3 separate regions of the Mus musculus genome follow, and regions 2 and 3 are each linked to region 1. The links are chromatin contacts, called in public HiCAR-type and promoter capture Hi-C maps. All regions are on one chromosome and are shown on one strand. Each heading gives the region's core, a stretch centred on a gene start, on an enhancer-like site or on the middle of the called end of the contact. The rest is flanking DNA. Distances are from core to core; before and after follow the strand shown.

What was found. Promoter capture Hi-C pulls out the DNA fragments that hold promoters and counts their contacts. HiCAR-type assays count read pairs that join an accessible place to other places.
Region 2: a promoter capture Hi-C map of pre-B cells shows a contact between it and region 1, with 4 times the contacts expected there. The contact joins the promoter of Dcun1d5 here to the promoter of Aasdhppt in region 1. A contact is called at or near these places in 12 of 39 promoter capture datasets (the 3T3-L1 cell line, HPC-7-derived erythroid cells, cranial neural crest and 7 more), 1 of 484 Hi-C or Micro-C datasets (the G1E-ER4 cell line), 1 of 115 datasets of contacts at active chromatin or transcription factors (astrocytes) and 3 of 9 other capture datasets (adipose tissue, liver and macrophages).
Region 3: a HiCAR-type map of astrocytes shows a contact between it and region 1, with 9 times the contacts expected there. The contact joins the enhancer-like site here to the promoter of Aasdhppt in region 1. A contact is called at or near these places in 3 of 39 promoter capture datasets (the 3T3-L1 cell line, cranial neural crest and hippocampal neurons) and 1 of 115 datasets of contacts at active chromatin or transcription factors (astrocytes).

What each region holds. Positions count from the first base shown.
Region 1 is chr9:4,308,096-4,310,833 of GRCm38.p6, forward strand. Aasdhppt (aminoadipate-semialdehyde dehydrogenase-phosphopantetheinyl transferase) reads right to left here and starts at 1,399. Exons shown (of 6, transcript NM_026276.3): 1 at 1,159-1,399; 2 at 599-824. The coding sequence starts at 1,341. It overlaps Kbtbd3 (kelch repeat and BTB (POZ) domain containing 3), which reads left to right and starts at 1,648. Exons shown (of 3, transcript NM_001164574.1): 1 at 1,648-1,839.
Region 2 is chr9:7,183,172-7,185,909 of GRCm38.p6, forward strand. Dcun1d5 (DCN1, defective in cullin neddylation 1, domain containing 5 (S. cerevisiae)) reads left to right here and starts at 1,334. Exons shown (of 8, transcript NM_029775.3): 1 at 1,334-1,711. The coding sequence starts at 1,626.
Region 3 is chr9:6,667,236-6,669,973 of GRCm38.p6, forward strand. No RefSeq gene overlaps it. Among named protein-coding and RNA genes, the nearest start is that of Gm23097, 38 kb to the right of the region's middle. Within about 2 kb of position 1,321, at least 60 of the 459 cell types and tissues checked have an H3K27ac peak or open chromatin away from gene starts, as enhancers often do. A contact at or near this core is called in astrocytes, where this site is marked.

The DNA of each region.
Region 1 (2,738 bases), core at 149-2,648:
TGGCCTCTCCACTAACTTCTAGTTACAGAAAAAGCTCCTATGAAGCTTCCCCAGAGCTACAAACCCATGTGGACTATTCACAAAAATAAGCCTGACTCCTCTACAGTAGCAGTTACTTTAGAACAAGCCTTCAACAATACCATTAAGTCCTTTCATTGGAGCTGTGCTTCAAAAAGGCTTCTTAAAAATTCATGCTGAAGCTTAATTGCCAATACAAGAGCACTGCAAGGCCATAGCGGGTACCACCTTCATTAATAAACTTATTATCCCAGTCCTCAAGGGTTTCCTTGAACTCAGAACAATGAGCTTAAAGAAGCTCATCTTTGTAATTCAGCCTCGCTTATTTTGTAACAAGAAAAAAACAAAAATACTTAGAAAAATGATGATACCTAAAGAAAATGTAGCTAACAATTTAAAGGGGTTAAAAGGTACAGTAATATAGAATCTACTGTCTCTATAGATAAAAGTTAAAGGAAATGCATCCTTTTTGGTTAAATGTTTTATCAGTAAATTAAGTACTGCCAGTAAACTTACAACTGCCTAATAGTTAAGATCTGAGACATAAAACACTTAATATGTCATAAAAGTGAACCATCACCTGGAAAACTAGTCTTCATGATATCAATGCCAACCTGTACCTCAGGTTCTGCAGCAAGAACTGCATAGTCCCCTTGGTGAGAGATGTTAAAGTTGAAATTGGGATATGGATTCAACGAGTCTTTCGCAAGAACCGGCTTTCCCTTTGAAGTTCTCTGCAGACGGATATGATCCCAAGGGATATTCAATTTCTCTGCAACTAATTTCCTTATCATCAAACGACCAGCCTGTTCAGACATAAAACACACGGTGTGTATTGCTATCTACTAATCGCATAAGTACACTGCTTAGAAAGTATATTTATGGCTTCTAAGTTTCAAAGTATAAACACATTCATTAGTAAACAGACGATTACTCCATAGGCCCCGCCTCCAATTTTAGGGTAAGGGTCTCCACAGGCAACCTCACAAGGGAAGACTAGATGTGAGTGACCCAGGCCTCCGGGATACGAAGGCTGAAGACGGTCGCACGCACTCCGGAGGCTCCGAGACCGCAACGCCACGAGCGCACGTGGGAGTCCGCAGCCCGGCCCGCCTCCCAAAAGTCGCAGGCCTCAAGTACCAAGGCTGCCTTGGCGTCGCGGGCAAACACGAACTTGCCGATGCGCTCCTTCTCCTCCGGCTGGATAGACCGCATCGCCAGAAGCCATTCGGCTCGACTTGGCAGCCAGGTACCGCAGGAGAATGCCCAACGAACGCCCTCCATGGATGGCACCACGCACAGCCTCTTAGCGGGGAACACCATACGACCGGCTCGGTCCGCTGATCCTCAAGCCAGGTAGAGCAGACGCTGACGTAGCCACGCCCCGTCGCTCCGGAGTCTGCGCAAAGGGGCAGCACCTCGCAACAGACGTTACCAGGCTCCACCCCTTTTCAGGCGTCTGTGCGAAGTAGCTGGACGCCCGGCTTAGAAGTTTCACAGACCCCCCCACCCCCACCTTTAGTTCAGGGTTGAGCGTGGGGGCGTGGCCTGACGCAGCTTCGCCCCCAACCTGTACGTCTCCTACGGAAGCCGGCAGGGCGGTTTGGGGCGGAGATTCAGAGTCAACCCAGAGCTCTGCGGCACGGCGTGACGTCTTGTGAGCTTAGCTCGCTCTCCTCGGAAAGGGCGGGACCAGAGTTTCTCAGAACCGTTTTAGCTGCTCACTCTGGAGAAAGAGCTAACGAGACAGTCGCACAAGCCAATCGCAGCCGGAGTTTACAGGCTGGGCCTGGGTGGAGACTTCACCGACTGCAGTTGCAGGTGGGTGAGCTGTGCGGTTTGAGGGAGGAGTGGGCTTGGACCGGCTTGGACCGGCTTGAATCTGGCTGTTGGAGGCAAGGCTCCTACTACTCTCGGTTGTGGTGCATCTCGTGAGCGCTCCGGAAAGGAAAGGTCCGCAGCGAGGAGCCTTCTGCACAGGGAGTTCTATATGGCAGCCGGCAGGGAGGTGACCCTTCCCTTCGTTTGCCAATGGGCCCTCCGCAGACCTCCCTGTCTACCCCGGGCCAACCGAGAACAGAATCGGTGGTGCAAGCCCTCTAAGCTTTGCTGTGCCCCTCAAGGGTTCTGCGCACCTTGATGCCTCATGCTGTTCTTCCTGCCGTCACACCAGTGCATTTCTGTTTCCTTGGTTGCTTGTGTAGATGGATGTCGGTGCTCTTCTGTGAACATCCATTTGAACAAAGTCGAGGACGAGTTAGGGTCCATGGAAAAGTTGGTCTCTGCAGATGAATGTGGATTTCGTGGATGATGGTAGATAGGTGTCATGCTGATTCAACCTTTCTAAGGTGGCCAGAAAGTATCTGGGAAAGCTAGCAATAATCTAATCTACACAACCACTGTCCATTAGTTCTGTATTCCTAGAGATGGGTATAGTCTGATCTGTACTTATTCCCATTAACATTTTTTGTGATATTACACACCCCTCGAGTCTTCTGCAGCTACATGGCAGTTTGAGTCACTCACACACAGACATTGCTATCTTGATATAACCCCTTATCTGTTAAAAGAGTGAGTGAGGTGCTATTTAAGATGTGAATATTGCAAAGACCTCATAATGTGACAAGGTATCTGAAGCACACAGAAAAAGCTACAGTAAGCAATGTGGGGATGAATAAAGACAGCAAGCACTAATACCCTTATCAGTAATTATAATAATT
Region 2 (2,738 bases), core at 84-2,583, 2.9 Mb after region 1:
GCCTTGTGTGCTTAATCTGTTTATGTTGTGCCACTCTACTAACAGACGGCTAAAATGCATTTTTAAGATTTTTCTTCATAAAGTTGATGAGTACCTTAGGATCTAAACCAGAATACCCTTTTGTTTTAATACTACTTCCTTTCCTTTCCTTCTTGTGACTTAGTCAAAGAAAATTAGACCACATAACAAAGAACTCAGCACCCTCATAGCTTCTCATTATTTACTATATAGAAAATCAAGAACTATCACGAGCAGCAGAAAAAATTAAATCACATAACTAGGTGCTTTTCTGTACACAGACATAATGTCCCTTCCCAAGTCTCACAACCTGAGTTCCACCTCAAGAGTGACAAGATTGATGGAGAAAATGAACTTTCAAGTTGTCATCCCAGCACTGGCACACAAGTGCCCCCACAATAAATACATATATAAAACAAACAAACAAAAAAAAAACCCTTCATCTTTCAGTTGTCTACTTCCTGTAGGGAGTTCTGTTTTAGAGCTTACATTTTATAATTTTCATGTAAAAACAATGTTTCGTGCATTGTTTATAATAGAGTCGAATGGGTTATAGGTTTGAACATTATGTTCACTGTTAAAAAAACATTAACTATATGCACCAAACATTGAAGTGTCCTCTCTCAGGAAACTTGTGAATTCCAGGGCATATTATGTATCCAGGACTCATTACAACAACCGGTTTTTTTCTTTCTCCTTGACTAGATTAGGGTCCCACGATGCAGTCACAGAACCACAGGGATAGAATTTAAAGAAACAGTCTTCTGTCACAGTTGGGTTACAAACATGGACTTCATTCACTAAGAATCTTCTATGAGATAATTTTACCTAGCAAACCTTTCTTATAAGCAGTATTTCCATTAGAAGTGACGTGATTACTGTTTCTTGAGAGCAGCCCATTAGAACAGTTCCCCAAATCCTCTGTAATAAGTCAGTCCGTTTCCCAGTCTCTTATCCAAGAGGAGAGTTCCTCAGAAGTAAAACATGGAGGCGTTGCCTCAGCACAGGAGGAAGCCATAAACTGACCCTGAGCATGAGGGAGAAAAGGACAAGGAGCGCGAGAAGTTGATCTCAGGCCCACCAAGAACACCCGAAAAAACTGGAGCGGTTGCACGTCAGGAGTGGGCACACTCACGCATGGCTCCTCACCAGATTACTTCGCTCGCCAGCTGTGGAGCGTTTATGATTTCTAGAAAGGACTTCCCGCTGGAAACCCGCCAGAAAATCTCCGGAGATTCAGGCTCCACCTGCAGAGACAAAAAATCCCAAAGTAGAGAGACCGCTCCAGGCCCTGCGAGCTTCCTTTCTACGTCACTTCCGGTCCAGAGCCATCCGCTTCCGGGTCAGGCTAAGCCGCCTGCTCTTCGCTGCTACTGTAGGTGCCGCGCTGTCGGCGTTCGCTGCTCCTGGAAAAGCCCGAGCCGCGACACCGCCGGCCTTAGCGCTGCGCTGCCCGGAACCGCCCCTAAAGAGGAGACCCGGGGCGGGGTCGCGCCTCGGGCCTCCGCTGCGGTCCCCGGCAGGCGGGAGCCGGCGCTGCGGGGCCTGCGGCGGAGCGCGATACCCCTCCCCGGCCGCCCTGTCTACCTTGCCGGGGAAGGCGGAAGATGCCAGTGAAGAAGAAGAGAAAAGCTCCCGGAGTGGCAGCGGCGGTCGCGGAAGACGCGGGCCTCAAAAAGTGTAAAATCCCCAGGTACTGCCTGTCCCCACCCCGCTGGCTCTCTCCTTCCCCCGGGGCCGGACAGGCCGCTAGCCGGGAGGAGAGGGGCGAGCCCTCTCAGGCGAGGCGGTCGGTGAGGCGCCCAGTCTCCGCTCCGCGCGGGACCGAACCGCGTGTTCGCCTGTACGTGCTCTCTGTCGTACTTGGACAAGCTCTGAGATTCGTCCCACTTTGTTGTCTGCGTGCCCAGAGGGTAGGAAACAGACGACCGTACGTATGCATTCTCCATCAAATTTCCCAACCGAGAAGTGAGCGCGGATCTGCCAAGATTCACGGCGTCCTTGTGTCACACTAAATCGAGCAGAATTGGCTTGGTCCCCACATTGTTAAATGTCAGAGTGTGAAAAAAGGAGCAGAGCTTGAAGAGTTTTGACAGCTGCCTTGGGAATGATGGAAAGAAAGCCTTTGCTATAATTGGTCTCCCGAGTTAGCATTTAAAGTGGCCTAACCTGGACGATCCCAGCAGGAGGCCTTTTAAATCGCTGGAGCCTAGGCTTCTGGACGCACCAATGCCTCCACTTCACCTGTACCAGTTCCGTACACTTAATTGGAAAAGGCCCTTGTGGTTTTTGTTTTCTGGCATTAAGACGCTGGTAGCTCTCAACCTCCTTTTAGGCGTTAGCAAGCTATTGTGCTCCATGTTCTCTTAGGGGAAAAGAAAACAAAGCAGAACTGTAAGTTAGAGCCCTTTACTCGCTTTGTGGCATATACTCAATCATCACAGATTCATTCCTCAGAAAGTCATTGCGATTTAGCTTTGAGAAGTGGGCTTCTTCCCATACACTTTGAGTTGTTTTTGTATTAATGGTCGACACTTAAAGTGACAAATACTACCATTACAACAAGACAGCCTGGAACAACAATATCAACTAATCAGTACCCCCAGAACCTATGTCTCTAACTGCATAGGTAGCAGAAGATGGCGTAGTTGGCCATCACTGGAAAGAGAGGCCCTTTGGTCTAACAAACTTTATATGCCTTAGTACAGGTAAAGCCAGGG
Region 3 (2,738 bases), core at 71-2,570, 2.4 Mb after region 1:
ATTATCCCAAATGATTGTGGAAGCAGCCAAGTCACTGCCCCCACTCTGGGTAGGGGACATAAATCCTCATTTTCAACAGATTTTTCCAAAGATGGTGGCCCTGTTATTTGCAGCCCCCAAATCAGAGCCCACTGCCAGTACAATTGATGACCATTCCAATCACTACATGAAGTAGACAGGCGATAACGTTAGCAAGTGAATGATAAGCATGGCCTTGTTTTGTGCTGTTGCATAAAAGGAGGAATTTGAAGTGATGGGCTGGTTTTAATATGAGGAGTGGGTACATCACTGTGTTTACTTGATGAAATTTTACTGGTTCATTTATCATTTGCATGCATTTCAGTATACAATATAATTGATGTCATAATAAAGATGTATATAGGTCAAGAAAATAAGGGGGGCTTTTTTCAAAGTGGCCTAGGGACAAAAACATTTTGTTTGAGGATTCCCTTAATTTAGGGAATTAAAAGTAAAAGTGGATTCATTCTTGTTGTTAAAGAGCACATGAAGAGGGAGAGTAGTAATGGACGGGTATTTTTACAGAGTTCGGACTGGAATGGGAGAATATCTTTCAAAACATACAGTCATGTATGAAATTCTAAGGATCCACATTCAGATACTTGTTCTAATAATAATTTGCCATATGTCCTTGTCTCTAGTACTACTATATGATACTAAAAGATGTGTTGCAGGGAGTCTATCAACAAAGAGAAACAGAAAATCAACTGAACAATTGCTTCATACTCGGGGAAACTGGAGTGGGAAACTGGTGTTTAGTAACAGAAATATAGAGCCCCAAAGGACCAGTTGCTTGCGTCTTGAACATTAAAAGTCAAATACAAACAATGCTTGGCATGATCCCTGAGCAGTTTCTGAAGAATTGACCAGATATTTTTTTCTCAGACATTCCTTTCAAGAAGTGCTTTGTTACAGGAATCATTTCCAAGAATCTAGTCACAATAGTCACAAACACCGGTCCTTCCTTCGTTGGTCTAAGGAATTCTTGGCATTTGGAGAGTCACAGGACTTTCTTAAGTTAGAGGAATGCAGTCTATGCCTCTATGCCGTGTGTGCCTGAGACTGCATGTGTTCAAGAAGTGAAACAAGTCTCATGGCGCCTATAAATTACCAGCACTGAGGGGCACCAGGCAGGGCAATTCTCTGCATTTCATTCTGTGCAACCTCTTACAGTTATGGGATGTCATTGTTCAGTCTTCGGCACTGGGCAACAACTCTTTACGATTATAATAATCCTACTGAACACATGTGCTGTGCAGAACCCTTTAAAATCCTATTTGTGCGTTGTGAGTTACACAGACCAGGGTTTTTGCCAGCTGGGTCCAGTGCAGGCTGTTCTGGGTCATGACTGAGCGCCAACTGACTCGATATTATTAGTGTGGTGTACTTTGATCGCCTCCTGGTGTTGATTCTGTGTAACAGCAGCTGACATCTGACTGGTAGTTTTCAAGCAAATAAATAAAAGCAAAAGATGAATGGATTGACCTGGAAAGCTGGTCCTACAATATCTAAATGATTACATCAGTGGTAGGTCAAGAGAGAGACGGTGAACAGACAAAGAGGACCTTGGGATATTCTACAGCAATATCGCTTCTTTGCAATTTTGCAGTCTAAAGCTTTAAAAGGCTTAGCTTTGAATTATTGTAACATTCATCTCACCTCCCAGCAGTATCGAGTTTGGCACAACATTTCAAACAAAAATCCAACAGGATTAAGTGACCACTCGTTAATTTTAAGCAACACATCTGAGTGTGTAGGATGGATAGGTCCAGCACTCTTTGTGAGGACACTGTGTGGGATGTTAACAGACTTAGTAGTCACAGCAGCTTCTTTATGCTCATACCACTGAAAGTATTTGTGGGGAGATATGAATTCTACCTGTGCAATAGTCTGAATACTGAAAGATACTGGTACTGTGTCTACATGTGAAATTAAAATTTTAGGTAAATACGCCAGCCTGAGTTTATCTCCAGATACCAATGCTAACTTGAGCATGTGGTAGCCTAAGCCAGGAATGTCTTGTGCTGATCCAGCTCCCAAAGTCTTTGTTATAAAGGTTTGGTTTTCATGTTTTATCTATTACTCATGCTAATATGGCTATGACCCCCTTTTTTCTTTTTTTGAAAAATAGATTACTTTCTCAAACAATATATCCTGATTATAGTTCCCCCTCCCTCTACTCCTCTAAGTTTCTTCCCACCTCCCCTCCCTCCCAGAACCACTCCCTTTCTGTCTCTCATTAGAAAAGAACAGGCTTCTAACATAACAACCAAACATGACAAAATAAAATATAAAATTAAGCAAAAACTATCATATCGAAGTTAGACAGCAACCGAACAGGAGGAAAAGGGTCTTGAGAGCAGGCATGAGAGTCAGAGACCCACTCATTCTTACAGTCAGGAGTCCCTTTAAAATACCAAGCTAATACCCAATAACGTATATACACACACACACATATATATGTATATATATGTATACATATATATGCATATAAATATATATGTATGTGTGTGTGTGTGTGTGTGTGTGTGTGTGTGTGCGCGCGCGTACACACACATACATATATCCTGGTACAGGTCTGTGTAGTAGGCCTTGTGCTTGCAGTTTCAGTCTCTGTGAGTTCATATGTGCCTGTCTTAATTGATTCAGAGGGCTTTGGTCTCCTGATGTCCTCCATCCCCTCTGGCTCTTACAATCTTTCTGACTCCTCTCTAACAGGA